Linked DNA regions of Mus musculus: regions 1, 3 and 4 are each linked to region 2. The links are chromatin contacts, called in public Hi-C and promoter capture Hi-C maps. All regions are on one chromosome and are shown on one strand. The core of a region is the stretch at or near the end of the contact, and the rest is flanking DNA. Distances in the headings are between cores, read along the strand shown.

The links. A called contact is a pair of places that touch in the nucleus more often than the background predicts. Capture Hi-C pulls out chosen DNA fragments and counts their contacts.
Region 1: a contact with region 2 is called in a Hi-C map of B cells, with 15 read pairs. The contact joins the promoter of Zfand2b here to the promoter of Bcs1l in region 2. A contact is called at or near these places in 9 of 39 promoter capture datasets (the C10 cell line, cranial neural crest, frontonasal cranial neural crest and 5 more), 4 of 484 Hi-C or Micro-C datasets (B cells, CD8 T cells, muscle stem cells and 1 more), 2 of 115 datasets of contacts at active chromatin or transcription factors (bone marrow-derived macrophages and extraembryonic endoderm stem cells) and 3 of 9 other capture datasets (adipose tissue, liver and pancreatic islet).
Region 3: a contact with region 2 is called in a promoter capture Hi-C map of liver. The contact joins the promoter of Ankzf1 here to the promoter of Bcs1l in region 2. A contact is called at or near these places in 4 of 39 promoter capture datasets (cranial neural crest, hippocampal neurons, liver and 1 more), 2 of 484 Hi-C or Micro-C datasets (embryonic stem cells and pre-pro-B cells), 6 of 115 datasets of contacts at active chromatin or transcription factors (bone marrow-derived macrophages, embryonic forebrain, large pre-B cells and 2 more) and 3 of 9 other capture datasets (adipose tissue, liver and pancreatic islet).
Region 4: a promoter capture Hi-C map of pancreatic islet shows a contact between it and region 2. The contact joins the promoter of Dnajb2 here to the promoter of Bcs1l in region 2. A contact is called at or near these places in 2 of 39 promoter capture datasets (liver and pre-B cells), 3 of 484 Hi-C or Micro-C datasets (B cells, the G1E-ER4 cell line and memory CD8 T cells), 2 of 115 datasets of contacts at active chromatin or transcription factors (extraembryonic endoderm stem cells and memory CD8 T cells) and 2 of 9 other capture datasets (liver and pancreatic islet).

What each region holds. Positions count from the first base shown.
Region 1 is chr1:75,166,711-75,171,270 of GRCm38.p6, reverse strand. Zfand2b (zinc finger, AN1 type domain 2B) reads right to left here and starts at 2,625. Exons shown (of 10, transcript NM_001159905.1): 1 at 2,564-2,625; 2 at 2,365-2,440; 3 at 1,992-2,086; 4 at 1,640-1,771; 5 at 1,355-1,506; 6 at 812-904; 7 at 672-732; 8 at 518-585; 9 at 223-295; 10 at 1-35. The coding sequence starts at 2,419.
Region 2 is chr1:74,586,405-74,590,850 of GRCm38.p6, reverse strand. Bcs1l (BCS1-like (yeast)) reads right to left here and starts at 2,562. Exons shown (of 8, transcript NM_001305652.1): 1 at 2,458-2,562; 2 at 973-1,365; 3 at 752-891; 4 at 392-586; 5 at 117-180. The coding sequence starts at 1,292. It overlaps Zfp142 (zinc finger protein 142), which reads left to right and starts at 2,823. Exons shown (of 9, transcript NM_001310668.1): 1 at 2,823-3,287.
Region 3 is chr1:75,190,151-75,194,361 of GRCm38.p6, reverse strand. Ankzf1 (ankyrin repeat and zinc finger domain containing 1) reads right to left here and starts at 2,202. Exons shown (of 13, transcript NM_026187.5): 1 at 1,685-2,202; 2 at 78-184. The coding sequence starts at 1,910. It overlaps Atg9a (autophagy related 9A), which reads left to right and starts at 2,352. Exons shown (of 16, transcript NM_001288612.1): 1 at 2,352-2,538; 2 at 3,482-3,539; 3 at 3,928-4,059; 4 at 4,207-4,211. The coding sequence starts at 3,957.
Region 4 is chr1:75,234,285-75,238,970 of GRCm38.p6, reverse strand. It overlaps Dnajb2 (DnaJ heat shock protein family (Hsp40) member B2), which reads right to left and starts at 2,548. Exons shown (of 9, transcript NM_001159883.1): 1 at 2,382-2,548; 2 at 2,023-2,119; 3 at 1,407-1,516. The coding sequence starts at 2,087.

The sequences.
Region 1 (4,560 bases), core at 1,376-3,875, 580 kb before region 2:
CTGCAGTTGGACGGCTTCAAGCTACGACTCTGCGCCTGGAGCAAGGAGAGGAGAAGGAGGAGATGGTGTGATGTCAAAGACCAGAGGGGACAGGCTTCCTTTCAGGGCTCAGGGTGAGCTGGAGTCACTGGAAGGAAGCAAAGGGACGATCCCCACCCCACAGCAATACTACCCACAGCTGGGCAGGACCAACACAGGACCCAGCCCACACAGTCCTCTTACCTGCTGCTGTTGGTATTCTGCCTCACTGGCTGACAGTGCCTGTGCTAACGCCAAGTCGTCTTCCTCCTGAGAACTGGAAAGGAAGAGCTTATCATGGTACTGAGTACTTTAGAGTGTGACCTCCATCTTTACTTTCTATAGTCAACATGGTATTTATCAGAATTACTGCCATTGGTATGGCCTTTGGGGATATATGGTTCATCTAATTTTGAAATCAAATTTTTAGCTATTGTGGGTTGGTGTGGTCCCACCTTCATCCTTCCAAACAGATCTTGTTCTCATTCAGAGTAGGTACCTTAGAACCTGGGGTTTAGCCTCCGCAAGGGACAGTTCCAGGGCACGCTGCAGGGCCTCATCCTCACTCTGCAAAAGGAGACAGAAAGACCAGTCTCCCTGGACTTTAGTCTGTGTAGAATTACTTCAGTCTATCCAACCTTTCCCCAACTCACCAAGCCATTCTGCAAAGCAATAACAGGAGAGGCTGTCCTGGTTGGAAGCTGGGGTGTAGCTCTATGGAAGACATTAAAACAGGCTGTGGTCAGAAGTGTGAAGGGGTTAAAATGGGGAGAGGAGAAATGGGTAGGCCTACCTGCTTGGGGAGGATGATGAAGGCAAGGTCCGGCTTGGACTGGGGGCGGTGCTTGTAGAAGCCAGACCTTGTGCTCTAGAAATAGCAGCAAGCCTGAAGGGAAGAAAAGAAAACCATTCTAATAAATCTTCCAGCACAGGCTTTGGGTGTCAGGAGGGTAGTCAGTAATTTCAGCTACCTGGAAAGTTCAGACTGAAAAACTGAAAATTGTACAGGGCACAGTGAGTTCAATGACAGCCGGGGCAACTTTGTGGACTCTTGTCTCCAAGGAATAAAGGGAGCTGGAAGTAATGTATGCTGTAATTTCAGCACTGGAGGGTCTGAGGCAGGAGGACTGCCACAAGTTTGAAGCCAGCCTGGGCTAAGAAGTGAAACCTCTCAAAACAACAAAAGGGCCAAGGCAGTACCTCAGGGGCAGAGTGCTTGCTTGCCTAGTTTCAGTCCACAGCACTGCAAGCAAAATGGAGCAAAAAGCATAAAGACTGCCTTGGTCAAGGAAGACATGGCTGAAGCAAAGCAAGTTGGCTATTTGGTGGTAATTACCCTGCCCTGCTGGTCTGATGACCTTCCCCAGAGCATTCATGGTCCAGGGGATGACGGTGCTTGATGCAGAAGTTTCGGCCACAGCGATCACAAGTCAGTTTCATCATCTCCCGCTGCCGGCAGCCAGAACGTTCACACTTATTGGTGAAGATCTGAGATGAAACAGGGTTTGTTATTTAGGAAACTCATCTTCTCCTCTGGCCCCCATGGAGCTAGCCTTTTGGGTTTGCAGATGTCCGTATACTACGCTGGGTTGTCTCACTAACCCCTCCATTATTTATTTACCTTGCGTTTTTGCTGTGCTGGGTCAGAACGACAGTCTCTGTCAATGTGCTCTCCCACAGCACGGTCAGGAGGCTCTCCTCTGGCCACCGGCACAGGCACATTACAGAGAGGGCACACAGGTACCTGGATATCCTATAGTCAAGGGTCAGGAGTCAGTATGAGAGCCAAGCAATCTCTTAAAGAACCCGGATATACCACTCACAAATACACAAAAAACAAAGTTACCCAGTGCTGGGCTTAGAAACACAATAACTAAGAGGGGAAAACATAAAATAGACAGATCCTGAAAGCATCTGCACCCGCTCTCCTCTCCATACACCAACCCCTGCCACCCTCACGATCGCCCCCTCACCTTTTGGTAAGCTGATCCACAGTGATGCTGGGCGTAGGCCACATGGTCTGCGCAGAAGATGCCCGAGCAGGCATCGCACTTGAGTGGCAAAAAATCTACAGAGAATGGGTCAGATTGCGGGTTCAAAGGAAACTTAGATGTCCTTTCCTCTTGCGCAAAGCTGCTACTCAGGTAGGAAAAACTCTGCCCTATTTGCAACACACTGTACCTCTTTCACAGTACACGATCAATTTGGCCACGCCCCTAGTCTCCGCCCACAACTTCGAGCCCCGCCCTCCTGGCCTTTCCAGCTCCAGTGCTCACCCTCCTGGCCCTACCTGCAGTCCCCAGCCCCAGCCGTCCGGCCCCGCCTCCCGCGTGCTCCGCCCCTCACCCAAGCGCTGACAGCTCGGCTCGGAACAGTGAGCCCCGAGGTCCGGAAACTCCATCGCCTGGCCGTGCGGGGCCTGCTGCGGGGAAGAAACGAGAGCTGAGCGTGCCAAGGACTCCCGCTCCGGGCCCCGTCCGCAACACAGCAACTCCGGGGGGCTCCCCGCCCCGCCCCTTCCTCTCCCCCGCCCAGCACAGGTTACCGAAGCCTGAGCGTCCGCCGGCCCGCAGCCCCTACTCCTCCTCCCGAGGGCTCGCGCGCTCTGACGTCATCACGTTGGGCGGGTCCATCCCGGGCAACAGTAGATTGCAGGCGGAGAGTCCCAGAAGAGTTGAGCCACGCCCGGGAGCGGGTGTAAAGCTTAGAAGAGTTTTTTCAGAACCAACCAGTGAAGGCAAAGATGGACGTGTCGGTGGACAAGGGTGGTTTGGAAGCAGTTCGGCCTTTAGCCTGCTCACTTCGTCACTACCTTACTTTTCTCTAGCCATTTCTCCAGACCGAGGCTACCTCTTTTCTGTGAGGAGTTACAGTGTTTCTCAGTGGTGCAGATTCCTCTCCAGGTTTTAGTGTTGATGTTCACCCTCTAAGACATCCCTAGCCCTTGTCGGTATGATCTGAGCACACCTGCTCTGTCTTCTCCTCCCCTCCATCCCAGTTTACACGTCACCTCATTGAAATCAGCTGTTCACCAACCTGGCACAGTGTCTCAAGCCTTTACTCCCAACACTCAGAAAGCAGATGCAGGTGAATCTTTGTGAGTTCGACATCAGCATGGTCTACATATCGAATTCTAGGACAGCCAAGACTACATAGAGACACCCAGGCTCGGGGGTGAGGGAGGGAGGGAGAGAGAGAGAGAGAGAGGCATCGGCCACACAAAGGGGACTACCTGGTGAAAAGAGACATCCATAGTGAAAGGAGAGAAGACGAAAAACCCAAGAGAACTGCACACCCTTCCCTTCAATGATAAAATTAAAATATATCAAAGAGTCAAGGATCAGCTCTACCTGTTTCATACTGGGCCCTGCCTGGCACATAATACCTAAAGTACAACAGTCTCAGGTGAAACTCACTACATAGCTATTTTAAACAGATGCCTGGGTCCTAGGACTTCTGACTCAGAGGGGAGCTCCAGAAGGAATGGTAACACATTTCTAGTATGTCTCAACTTGAAAAACACTAGCCTAGCACATTCTCAGGGGTTCTGGAATGTTTTTTGAAGAGTGGCAGTCATTAAACTGGTGTACACCTTTAGGAACCACAGACTGAGACCTTCCTGGCTCAGCACATTTTGCTTCTCACACAGCTTCTCCTACTTGGAATTGGTAGTCACTCTACCTTCCCGTAGGTCTAGACGTGGAAACAAGTAATCAGGTGAAGTAAACAAACAAACAAACAAAAAACCAGTTTCTGCCTCTCAACTTTCCCCTCCTCTTCCTTTGATTTTCACTCTAAGACCGGTAGAAATTAAGACAGTCTTTCCTGGCTACCTCAGGCAGAAGCCCTGTTCTCAGCTCTAACTGTACCCAAACACCTTGACTTGGGTCATCTGCCGACTTACATGCCTGCCACACTCATGTGCTTGTTGGTTGTGTTATATCAGCAAACTCTGGGTTCGACTGAGAGGCCTAGTCTCAATGAATAAAGAGGAAGAGCAACCTCAACCTGCCAGATTGATTCCCAGCATCAGCCACAAGCCTCAGGGTACACACAAATGCATGTCCACACCTCCCCACACATGTGACCACACACATGCAAATACACACAAATACATGTCCACACCTCCCCACACATGTGACCACACACATGCAAATACACACAAATACATGTCCACACCTCCCCACACATGTGACCACACACATGCAAATACACACAAATACATGTCCACACCTCCCCACACATGTGACCACACACATGCAAATACACACAAATACATGTCCACACCTCCCCACATGTGTGACCACACACATGCAAATACACACAAATACATGTCCACACCTCCCCACATGTGTGACCACACACATGCAAATACACACAAATACATGTCCACACCTCCCCACACATTTGACCACATACATGCGAACATGATTATGTACAAACACTTAGGAAATTGGGAAAAAGAATAATAAAAGTCTAAACCTATTTTACGTGGTTTAGTTTAATTTTGTGTAAATAGTATATCTCATTGGAAAAAATTAT
Region 2 (4,446 bases), core at 1,313-3,812:
ATGGATCTCATGTTTATCCTGATCCTTGCTTCCCAGATTCATTCCTCTTCTAATAATTTCAGCCCAGTTTTTCTGCAAAGGCTGTTACTCAAAGTCAAGAAAATTTGACTACTCACATAAAACTGCTCTTTCCACAACCAGGGGGCCCATAAAGAAGGTAGCCACGTCTGTAGGGAATGCCTAGGGATATAACCAGGATAAACAAGACCTACAGTGAATCATGTACTCTGGCCCAGGTGTCCACATCTACCCTCAGCTCCATTCCCTGCTAGTGGTCCTAGAGGCAGAAAAGATATTCTCATAGACGAGCTTTCTTTCCCTTTCACCTGAGCTAGAATTTCCTGTAACTTCACCTGGCTACAAACTCGGCTAGATTCCAGCTGCTGCTTACCTCTGTCAATGTACCACTTGGGGTTATCAATAAATTCCCGGATATCTTTGACAATTCGGTCAGCCAGACCCTGCTGTAGGACTACAGAATCCAGTGGCCGACGTCGGCGCGGATAACCAAAGGTACGCCATTCAGACCCCACAGCTGTGTACATCACAGTCTTCCCTTCCTCCTGCTGCAGGGCCAGTGCTCGAGCTGGGAGCAAGGAAGTAAAACAGTCCCTTGATCATGCTGATGCTTCAGTCAGGTAGAGCTCTGACCTGGTACCCTTCTCCCAAGGACTCGGATCCTTATTCCTCCTCTCCAAGCAGCAGATGCCCAACCTCCCCACTTTGATAGCCTGCCTGTCCCATCTCATACCTTCTTCCAGGATGTTGAAGAAAACCTTTCGGTCAGTGCCCAGGGCCGTGAAGGTGACAGATTCCCAAGGAGTCCCTGTTTGCAAGTCTACCATCTGCATGTCTCGGTTTCGTTCTACCCGGATCCATTTTCCCTGATACCTGAATAAAATTGTCAAAGTGACCCAATTTCCTCCATCGATCCACCCTCTCCTCAGAGCCCTACCTAGTTTCCTATCTTACCAAATGAAGTGGTTTCCAGGGCTGGGGATAAATTCAAACTTGGTGGAGATCCGGCCACTTTCATGCTGAAGGTATGAGGTTTCAACACTGAGGTGCTGAGTGCGGGTGCTGTGTCGGGTAAGCCAGCTAAGCAACCAGGCATAGCTTCTGTCTCTGGCAGGGACTTCCAGTGTGATCATGTAATGGCGCCGGAATGCCACTAGACCCAACTGGGCTCCTTTCCGGGCCATAGCCAGAGCCGTACCCACACCTACCAGCCCAAATCCAGCCCCAAAGTAGGGATTGTCTTTAAGGGCCAGAACAAAGTCTGAAAATGGCATCTTGAAAAGAAGCAGCACAGATGCTTATAGGCTCTGAGGCACTGTCAAAACCGAGGGATGGATTGTAGCAGAACTGGAAGAAAGCATAAGACTAGTATAGAAACTAGACCAGTCAATCTTGCTCCGCTCCCTCCCACAGAAGCAAGATGGACAGGTCAGCAGGACTGTGTTTCAGTGGAGTAGGAATGGTGTTGGAATGCCACAGCAAACACCCCAGGCTCTTCAATCCATTTTGCTCTTCAGTTAGACCTTTTGCCAGAAGGCCATTTTGGAGAGTTTCTCAATTCCAAAAAGCAATGTACCCAGCTCCACATCAGGATACTAGAAAGGCAAGACTCTGGTCCCTGGCAAGAGCTAGACAGAAGGGTCCCCACTGAATGGAATCGGCAAAGGTGATTTTTCCATTGCTCTGTCAATGACCACATGCCTTACCATCAGAAATGTCTTTCAAATATCCTCTCCCTTACACCCCGTTCCTAATGTCCTGTACAGACATTTATTACTTCTCACCTAAACTATTTCTTGCAAGTTATTTTGGTTCTTGAGGTGATATTTGAATGGACCTTCAGCACCTGCATCATCCAAACCCACCAATCCCAGACACGCTACAATTCTGTCACTTGTATTCCAGCACCCTTGGTGCCTTGCTCCCATTGGGTTCAAATACCACAGCCGGATACGCAGGGATGCCTACATTAGAATGCGTACCTTTACTAGCAAATCACTACCTACTTCTAGCTCTCTCAGTTCTGTTGGTACCGAATGACCCCCACCCCTTTATTCTAGGCATTCTTTTTCATTGAGATCATATAGTCTACTTCTTCCACGGAGCCTTTTTCTTTTTCTTTTTTTTTTTTTTTGGAGCCTTTTTCAAATTCAACCCAATTAAGATGTGACTAAGCCTAACTTAAGACAATGCCTAAGGGGACAAAATGGCAATTATTTCCAGAACACCTCTCCTTGCAACACTTCTCCACTGCCACTCCTCTGCCTGGCACACCGGCCCACTGGTGAATTGACAGCCGTGACCTCCGCTAAGGCTCGGAGCTGTGATCCAGAATTCCAAAGCACCTTTGCATGGAGAGCCGCTGACGAAGATCTCCTGGCCCCCGGCTCCCGAACCCTGACACACAGCAGCTGACTCCCGGACACCCTATACACAGACCTGCTCGCGCTTCCAGGAACGTGGGAGAGAGAAATCTGTCACTCCGCCCCCTTCCCTCCATGACTCTCTGGCCCTCACACTCGATGGTTTCGCCGGGCCTACGAAGAGGCAGCGCCGCTAGTCCCGCCCCGGACTGCTGCATCTACTTCCGGCCACACCCACCACGGAGTCCTTGCCACTCTTCCCTGCAATTCTCGATGGTTCCGCTTTGGGGCTTCAGAAGGGGGGTACTCAAGGACATAGAGGGGAAACCATAGAGTAGCACGGGCCTTGAAGAGAGACAGAGTGGCTGCCACACGTCAGATTCCTAGAGGCGCCTGGGCCGGGGGCGGCCACATCAAAGGCCCCCGAGGAGCCACTCCAGTCCCAGTCGGACCATAGAGATGCAGCTCCCGCCAGCCCACGGGTAGGAGGTGAGAGAGCGGCTGTCGGCGGGAACCAGGGGAAGTGCGGGCGCTGTGAGCTGAAGGTAAAAGTTTCTCTAGCTCCAGCTTGAGTGGGCCCTGGAGGTGGAGCCCGCGGGAGGAGGTGCTGCGGGGAGCGCGCCGGTGAGAGGGGCGCGGGCGCATCTCTGCTGGACTCGGGCGTCTCAGTCGCGTCACAGCTCCGGGCCCCGCCCGGGTATCCGCTGCCTCTCCTCAGGACCAGAACCGTGACGATGCATCATCCCAAGCCTTGCAGGTTCCAAAACGCCTTTCTCCTCCGCTGTATCTCGTGACTTGGCTGTCGCCCCACAGTGTAAAAGCTGTCGTCGCCGCCGCCTCCACTTTACAGACAGGAAAGCTGAGGTCCTGAGAAGCGAGGCAAGTGCATCGACTCAAGGCTACACGGTGAGTCAAAGCCCAGAGGCGCGTGGGAACTGAGGTGCCTACGCAGGGTTGCCTTGTTCCCCAGGCTTCGGTATCCCTTGCTTCTCCAGTCTCAAAAGCACGTTACTTCTTTCTGGCTCTCTCCTACCTCCTCCCCCGCATCTTCCTGAGGCCATGTGATGGGCTGGAAGACCGCCTAGAGCAGCAATAATTAGTAGTCCGTGGGGGCTGTGATTTCCAAAAAGCCTCGCTGACCACGGAAGTGCACTTCCCTGCCTCCTTCTTGAATTGCTGTCTGTTCCTGCTGTTATGCTTTTTAAAGACATATTTGTTTATTTTATGTATGTGAGTACACGGTTGCTTTCTTCAGACACAGGAGAAAGGGCATCGGATCCTATTAACAGATAGTTGCGAGCCACCATGTGGTTGCTGGGAATTGAACCCAGGACCTCTGGAAGAGCAGTCAGTGCTCTTCATCACTGCGCCATCCCTACAGCCCTCGTGCTGTTTTTACGTGGAGGGATTCTGTAGAATGAGAACTAGCCACTCTCACCTGGCACATACTCAGTGACCCAGTTTTGTTTGAAACAGGGCCTCACTGTTTAGCTCTGTCCTGGAACTCACTATGTAGACCAGGCTGGCCTCAAATTCACAGATACCTGCCTGCCTTTGCCTCCTGAGTCCTGGAAGTTTAAAAAGATTATCTCATTTATTTCAGTCGAGTTGAACAGGACATGCAGTTTAATACCTTTGTTTCTCAGTTGTGTTCCCACTGGAGGCTTTAGTAAGTTAGTGAATTGGAAATTTACCTTGTATTTGAGGAACCACTGGCTTGATACCTTAGTTTAAAAGATCTGGGTTTACTGCAACTCAGCTGGTCCACTAGAATTTCCATTTTGTCTAACTTACCTAGCTTGTTGATGCTTAGGGTCCAGTGAAGTGAAAAATGCCAATAAACTCCTCAAAGCTCCACATTCAGTATTGGGATAGATCATTTGTACAGTGCTTGCCTGGCATGCACAAAGCCCTGGGTTTGATCCCTAACAACACATTTTTTAAAAAGTGTGAGACTAGAGAAATGGCTCAGTGGTTAAGAGTAAATGCTGCTCTTTCTGAGAGCCTGAGTTCAGTTTTCAGCCCCCCAAATCAGGTGTCTGACAAGCACCCCAGCTTCAGGGAG
Region 3 (4,211 bases), core at 953-3,452, 600 kb before region 2:
AAAGGTGTGCGTCACCACCACCTGGCCAGAATTACACTTCTGCTTCTACCATCTAACCTCATCTGCTGGCCTTTTACCTGTTCCTGGTGGTTCTGGAAGATCTGGTCACAGGCTGAACAAAATAATTTCTCTGAAATTTCCAGAGAATATGGAGATACTTTTCCCCCCGAGCTTGTGTTCTCTCCTGAAAGGAAGACAAGGGTAGTTGGAAGTAGAAAGGGATTATATCCAAACCACAGTGAACCTACAGTACCCAGGACTATACTGAATACCTGATAATACAGAAGAAAAAGATGGCATGACCTTGCCTTCCAAGAATTTACACTCTGGCAATCATGAAATAAACGATACAGTGACTATTCCGTACAATAAATACACTTGGAAAGACACGTGTAAACGTTAATATTACAGTTGAGTTATCAACGTGGGCTGTTTAGGGAAATCTTGTAGAAAACAAATGGCACTAGGTTCAGTCTTCTTTCTGATGTAGGGTCTTTATGATCTCCTACATCCTAAGCATGTCCTGTACCACTGAACTGCATCCGGCCCGCAGCTCCTTTTTCAGTCTATTGAGTGCTACCCAACACATCTGAGGAACCTTCTAACAAGGGTAAATTATCAAAACTGAGCCATCAATCAGGAAAATAATTCCTGAATCCATGTCTTCCAAATCCTCAGATACACAGTTAAGGCTAACTCTAGAAGTACTTCTATCCCTTTACATCAAACTTAACTGAAGCTGGACGTGGTGATGCAGCTCGGCAGAGGCAGACAGATGTCTTATGAGTTAGAGGTCAGCCTGGTCTACATAGTGAGTTCCAGGCCAACCAAGGCTACGCAGTAAGACCCTATCTCAAAAACAAAACAAAACACAACATCCCCACTGATATGGTTAATGGGCAACCCCTTGCTCTTAAAAGTGAACTTGTGGGTGTACATAGCGGTCTCTCTGAGTTTAAGCAAGCACACACCCAGGAAAACAAGTCCAGGAATGGTCTTTATCACATCTTGATACCTAACCAAAACCTAGGAAAGGTGTACATCACAGTGTCTGAAAGGTCCCTTTAGCCCCCTTCCTAGTAAGCCCTAAAATACTTCTGCCGCACTGGGGATGGAATCCAGACCTGTACACTGTACAGTCTAGGTTTTTCTTAAAGTCCCACGTCTCCTTCTTGCCTCAGATTCCTAAGTGCTAGGGTTACAGGTGGGTATTAACAACTCCCAGATTAAATTTATTTTTAACCATATAAAACCAGTTCCTAAATGGATGTTCACATCTTATAACTCCCAGTTGCAGTGGACAACCTAAAAAAGTGCAAGAAAACACAGCCGAAGACAAACTAGTGTAGAAAATCAGTAAATTATTCTATATTTAGCAAAAGGGAATATATCTGACTGGAGTCTACTTCGATTTGAAATAGACCTAGGAAAGGTGTTTTAAAAGCAGTGGTATTAATGTAACGAGATATAAACAATAGCTAGAAACCTTTATGGTGACAATTTATGGGCCAGCCCTGTATAAACAACCCAAGGCTGAAATATATTGAGGAAAGAAAAAGCCGACCAACATAAAGTCAGTGTGGATTCCTAAATTGGGAAATCACGATGTAAGTCTTCCGTGTTAATAGACTTCACGGAACCCTGTGACGTTCCTCATAGGTCCACCCCAAAGCAACCCGGATACCTGGACAGGAAGTACGCGGCGCCCAGGCCAGAGCCTCCCCAGGAGCTTGGCTCACCAGGCTCAGGCCCCGAATGAGTGGAGCTTCCCCGTTGAGGGACAACAGGGAAACGGAGGCAGGGGCTGAGGCTGCACTTGGAGCTGGCGACGTGGCTGAAGAAGAAACGGAGGGCAGAAACAACTCTCCAGAACGAGATCCTACTGCCGCATCGCCAGCCGGTTTGGCCATCCCCACGCAGAAATGCCCTTCAGCCTTTACCCGCTCCCACAAATCAGTTCTGCGGTAAATACGTGAGGATCTTCAGGAGTGAAATGGAGAGCACCAAGACCCAATTCGAGTCCAGGAGTTACCAGTCAGAGTCTACCCAACGGAACTACTAGCACCGACACCAAGCCTCGTCACTCGACCCTCCCTCAGAAGCCTCCCCTAATGTCCCGAGAGCCGAGCCACACGCAAGACCACGTTCGAAAACTGGATTTCTGCAACACCACAACAATTCGGCGGCTACGGAGAGGCGAAGGGGACACACTGCCGCGCCCGTAGCCCAGCCCCTCATCACGTAGAGCACACTATTGGTCTTCTGCTCTCCAAGACCCGCCTTCAGCCTTCCGTCCTGCCCCCTGGGCTAAGAATTGGCCACCATGTCTCCACCCACTTTTTTCATTGGCCAGACTGGCTGCGGGTGACAGTGAATGACAGACGGAGGGCCTAGAGCTCCGGGTCTGGCAGAGCCCAGCAGAACAGACCCGGCTTCTGGAATCCCCTGGATCCCGGTTCCTGCGGTGACACGCGAGGCTGGTAACTGGAATCTCCAGACCCAGGCCCAAGCTGGCCAGGGATGCCCACTGAGCCCCAAGTGAGCTTGTAATGCGTAACGGGGGCAGGGGAGCGGCGGGCGGGCCGGGGGCGCGCAGCTAGAATGTTTTGATAGAGGGCGCGCGCGGCCAGGGGAGCGCGCGTGCGCCGGGGCCGCGCGCCGGGTTGTCCGCTGTTGGGAGCCTAGCCCCCGGCCTGGGGCCGGGCGACCCTGGGGCGCCCTGTGCTCAGGTCTAGGTGGCTGGGATTGGGGAGGCATCCCAGCCCACCAGGGATTTCAGCTGTAGATCTGGCTCGACCCCTCCACCATCCACAGACACCCCTGGGCACAGGCCCTTCCTGGGGAGATCCATGGGCCCTGGGTCTACACTGACCAGGTGAGTGTGTTTCCAGAGGCACACACCTCTTATTATTAACCAAGGGACTCCCTCTGGGACCAGGTCGGACCAAGATCCACCATCCCCAGAGTCTTTACTGATTGGGAGTATACCATACCACCTTGACCCCACCTGGCACTAGGCACCCAGGGAACCCACTTATTCAAGCGGGATCCGGAGTCTACATGGACTGGAAAATTCTGATCCAAAAGCCATGCCTGCCTACGTCTCTGATGCTAGGGAAGCAGAAGGGATTGTCCAGAAAAATCTTGAGAAGACTCCCATTCGGGGTTTTCTGGACCCCGAAAAGCATGTCTGATTTCTAAAGTTGAGGTAGACCAGAGGTAAAACAGTCCCAAAGGGCTGTTTGGATTCGGACCTGTACTGACTCACTCTGCACTGGGTCAGAGAGTTTAGTTACTCCCTGGTATCCTCAAAGTAGATGAATGGTTCTACATAGAACAACAGGGGACATCTGACACAACTGGCAAAGTGTCTCTTCCCCATCTCTCTGCCCTCCTTAGTGGGGGCTTGGACCGGTGGGAGGGTTGGATTTTTTTCTGTCCCAACTCTCCATTCTTTGAAGCCTGACACCTTTTCCTCCAGCAGCTGTCCAACCAGGGCACCCAGGACTGACGTGTAGCAGAAACTGTCCATGGAGCTGGTAGGACCATGTGCTTATCTTAAACCTTTGTTTACAAAAACATGCTTTCAAACTGTTAGTCTCTAGAGAGACCAGGGTTTCCAGGAGGGGCAGGGGAGGAAACTTTCTCTTCATTGGACAGAAAATGAAACAACTCACCCCATACCAGAGGGGCAGATTCTGGCATAGTAGCTAAGCCAGCAAAAGGTTCTGGGATTCAGGACCAGGGTGAAGGCCCCCTTAAGTCCCAAGCTTAGCTGTGCTTCTTGGGCTATATTATCCCTGTACTGCTTCTGAGTCAAGGATGCTAGTGGGAAAAAACAAATCCCTTTCTCATTCCCTCTGGCCTGGTGGGCAGGACAGCAAGGAGACAGTGCCTGGATCTGATCCGGGTTCTCTTCACTGGCAGGTTAACAAGGTGGACAGGGGGCTGTGGTGATGGCACAGTTTGACACTGAATACCAGCGCCTAGAGGCCTCCTATAGCGATTCGCCCCCCGGGGAAGAGGACCTGTTGGTGCATGTGGCCGAGGGGAGCAAATGTGAGTTTTGGGACATGACAGCTAGAGCAGGGGCATGGGCGGAAGTTGCTGGAGGAACCCTGAGTGAGCAGGGCAAGCGGAGGGGGGAGGCTGGGGGGGGAGAATAGCCACTTCAGGGAGCTGACATCTCTGCTCCTGTGTCCACAGCACCT
Region 4 (4,686 bases), core at 1,299-3,798, 650 kb before region 2:
GCTCAACACTCAGCTCCACAGAAACAAGTAAATAAATGTCAGCTAATTATACCATATTCTTATTAATAGGCTTATCCTAACCAAGCCACTTCCACAGAGACTAGCTAGGACCACAACAAGAGCATGCGCCACCCTTCCCTGGTACAGCAGTTCTCCTTTGGAATCCTCTTCTCGGTGTGTAACCTGCCTCTGCACATACCTGACTCCTGTCGGTCTTCCCTAACCAGAATACGATAGACCACGGGACGAGGACGGGGCCTGCTTGCCCTCCACTGTCTCCCTAGTACCCGGAAATACCTGGCACAGTAATTTTAGGAGATATTTTCTGGGATCATTTGTGGGGTTTGGTTTTGGTGTTTTGAGACAGGGTCTCATCCTGTATCCAGGCTGTCTTCAACCTCTCTGCAATCACCTTACCTCAGCCTCCTCAGTGCTGAGGTGACAAGTGTGAACCACCACCCACATCATCTCAGAAATACATTTTAAAAGATACTGTTAGCCGGGCGTGGTGGCGCACGCCTTTAATCCCAGCACTTGGGAGACAGAGGCAGGCAGATTTCTGAGTTCGAGGCCAACCTGGTCTACAAAGTGAGCTCCAGGATAGCCAGGACTATACGGAGAAACCCTGTCTCAAAAAAAAAAAAAAAAGATACTATTCATGTAGCCCAGGATGGTCATGAGTTTGATATGTGGCCAAGGAAGACCTTGAACTTTCGATCCTCCTGCCTCCATCTTGTGTCGCTAGGATTACAGGCATGCGCCACCACGCCAAGTTTATGCGGGGCTAGGGATCATACATAGGGCCTTGTGTATGTTACCAAAGCACTCTACTGACAAAGTTACAGCCTCAACTAGTGGTTGTTGTTTTGAAGTTTGTTTACTTATTGAAACAGGACCTTTGACCTTAAAATCCTCCTGCATTACCTTACCTCCTGAGTGCTGGAATTATAGCCATGTCTAGTCAGACTGTTTTCTAAATGAATGAATAAATGAATGAGTGAATGACCTGGGTCTGGAATCATGGCTTGACAGTAGAAAACTTGCTTTAGCATGTGCAATGCCCTAGGCATACTCAAGCACAGAGGAAAAAAAAAAATCACCCATCAGACCTGGATTCATATTCTGGCTCAAGAAATGGGCAAATTATTTCATCTCTCTCAGCCTCAGTTTACTAGCCTACAAAATGGGGGTGATAAGCTGGCCTGGCAGGAAAGCTATGACCTTCCCCGATCAGGACCCAAATTGCTCTTCAGACCCTGCTAGACAGACATAACATGGAGGCGATTAAACACTATCTAAAATAAAATCATGGAGGAGACGGGATGGAGGCGTGGCTTTAGGAAGGAGTACCAAGAATGAATGGAAGCAGGGGGACATGCCGGTCCCTGCAGGACCCCAAGCCTTACTGTCAGATAGTACTTCATAGGCCTCTGCCACCTCCTTAAATTTTTTTTCAGCAAATTCTTTATTATCCGGGTTCTTGTCTGGGTGCCACTGCAGAGCCTTCTTTCGGTACCTGCAGGAAGTGAGTGCAGAGGGAGGGTCAGGAGACTGATGTAGGCTTTGCCCACCGACTACCCTTTTTGCTTAGTCCAACACCCTTTCACTGCCCCGATCCCAGAATACCTCACGACTGCAGCCTGTATTCAGGGGTTTCTCTCCCTGTGGTGTGCCAGGGATATGAGTAAAAAGGAAAGTCCCTGCCATAAGCCCTTTCTTGGGGTTCTTTTGATAGAGCTATCTATAGCCACAGGGAGAGTGGAGACACTGTCCTGTCTCATAGCCTGGGCATTTTAGCACTGCAACCTGGGCAAGCCCACATGTAGGAGCTGGAGGAGAGGGGAGCTGGGTGTATAGAGGACGCTAAAGAAGGTCAGCTCTTCTTCCCTGGCTGGACTTGGTCTTCGTACTTTCCCAAGGGTCTCCTTCCTCCCTTCAGCCAGACCTCTAAAGGGCCCCTGGCACTCAGGGGGGCGGGGAACAAGGGTCAGAGCCTTTCTGTAACACAGCCGAGGCACTTACGCCTTCTTGATGTCATCAGGGGACGCACTCCGCGGTACGTCTAGAATCTCGTAGTAGGATGCCATGGCAACTCAGCGTCAGACGTCCCTCCTCCAGGCTGCGGGAGAGAAGGGGTCAGGCCGACAGAGGCACCGCAGCTCCGTGCGGCCGCAACCCCGGGCAGGCAGGCGACACTTCGAGGTGGAATCGGGCCGGGGAGCCACGCCTGCGGCCAGTGACTAGGCTCCTTCGCAGCCTTTATCTGGTCCCGCAGGCCGGTGCCCAGGGCTATCTCACGGCAGGAGTGGGGAGCCCTACCCGAACCCCCTAAGTCTAGTAACCCGATCTGAACCCCCAACCTGACCCAGCTGGGACCGCACCTCCTCTGCCGGGAGTCCCGCCCCTGCCCCCCGCAGGGGAACCGCCTAGCACCCGCTGCCCGGCTCGCGGCCACTGCGTACGACACGCCAGGCTGGGTTGTGTGCGCAAGCATGCGTCAGCGCCCTGGAAACTACTAGAGACTCAGAGGGCCGGCTCGGCCGGTCACACGAGGGGGCGGGGGCGGGGGGGGCGGGGGCGCTGCAGGGGCTGCTGGGAGATGAGGGCGGAGCCGTTTATTTTAGTTTTTCACCCAGGCGACGTCATTCCCAGGTGGGACTTAGGAGGCTGAAGTCGGCTATATCTTTCCAGCTATGACGCAGTCTCTCAAACACAGGCAGAGGGGCGGTCCGCAAGCTAGGTGCGGGTCCCCTGTCCTGTCGCTGGCCTCTAAAAGTGCTTCACGATCCCTGAGTACTTCCCCCAGGCCATCACCTCCAAGACTCACCGAGTCTCCTCTGGGCCTAACCCTTCTTCATAGCTTAGCTCCAGTGCTAAGTCTTCAAAAGAGGCTGCCCTGGCTCCCCTGAGTAGGTCAGACCTGCTTTTTATAGAGTCTCGTGGCATTTTCTTCTCCACACTGTCAGAGCCACAAATTAACATTTATTTGATGATCATCTATCTCCCCCAGTAGAATGTAAATTATACAAGGTAAGAATTGTGTCCTCCTTCGTTCGTCATCCCCTTAGTCTTTAGTCAGAATTGAAACGTATCAGTTGGACAGCCGAATAACACTTGGAAGACTTTTAACATTTTTGACCTAGAAAGGGTGAGGTAGAAGAGCCTAGTATGAGGAAATTAGTAGACTCAACGTTTCTCTTCCACAGCTGATCGTAAGTAGATCTATTTAGCCTCAGAATGATTTCTGGATTCAGATCTCAGGAAAAGGGAACCTTCCAGAAGTGGGTCTTGTTTTATTCCATCTGGCCAATTCCTAGACATTAGTGTACTGTTTTCTTAGTAGATGCTGCCAGAAGGTACTAAGAATGTAAAGCTATGGGGATAGCTTAGGGGTAGAGTGCTTGCCCAGCAGCCGCCAGACCTTACTTAGCCTCAATTCCCAGCACTGGGGGAGGGATAAAAAATGGCATGGGATGTCACACACACACACACACACACACACACACACACACACACACAGCCTATCAGCAGAACCCACTGGGAAACTCAGAACTCTGAGAGCAGGGAGACCTGGCCTTGCAACCGGATGCTGCTGTGTGACTTGGGAACATCCAAGGCCTGTTTTCCCCCTTAAGTATAGGTAACACCTAGAGTTGTTAGAAGTCAAATGAAGCATGGTTTATGGAAGCTGTTATTAGCATAATGCTTTCTGGTGTCACACATGACCCAAGCAGGAATGGTTGTATGAGTCCAGTCAGTGTTTCAGGACAGGTGACCTGGGGACATCTCATCAAAGCAACAGCTTGAGCACCAACCAAGGGAAGGCTGCCGTCATTTTGTCCCCTTTTCCTGTCTCCCCACCTTCTGAACTCCTGCCTACATCTAGAGACTTCCTACCTACACTTGGGGAATTTTGGTTGTTTCAGCCTTAATAAGAGATGAAGTATCTACCACAGAACTTTGAGGCTCTTGCTTCCCTGATCTAAGGGTGCAGGCACAAGATGAGTTCTGCCAATGAGAAGTCACGACTAAGTGGGACTTCAAATCTGAATAGAGAAAGAGAGATGAAGGTGAAGGTGGCTAAGAATTTGCTTCTGTGTAGTGCAGGTTGCTGTGGGTCCTTCAGCGGCCTCTTGTGCCTGGAGGAGGAAGTGTCTGTCCCCGTGCTGAGGACAGATGATCACTGTCGGGAGGGAGGGGACAGAGCTGCCAGACCTCCTTTGTCACTGCTGTTTGAGGTTTGGCTGCCAGCCCTGCATTGACTGAATCGATGCGAGTTCCATACGTTGCTAATTTGAGGGTGATTTAGTGGCGGGAAATGGTTGATTTAGTTTAGTTTTGCTTTGCTTTGCTTTATTTTGTTTTGTTTTGTTGGTGGTTTAATTTTCTTGGTTAGCTTCTGCTGATTGCAATCGAATTCTGACTGACCCAAGGACCAAGAAGTACTTATATTTGGTTTAAACAAATCAAGAGTAAGTAAATTACTCCAAAATCTTCCAAGTTTTTGCTATTTTTCTCTTTCTCTCATCTCAACACACAGCAGGCTAGCACCTACCAGGAATGTGATATTAAGAAAAGCCAGGCTGGAGAGATGGCTCAGTGGTTAAGAGCACTGACTGTTCTTCCAGAGGTTCTGAGTTCAATTCCCCCACAGGGTGGCTCGCAACCATCTGTAATGGGATCCAA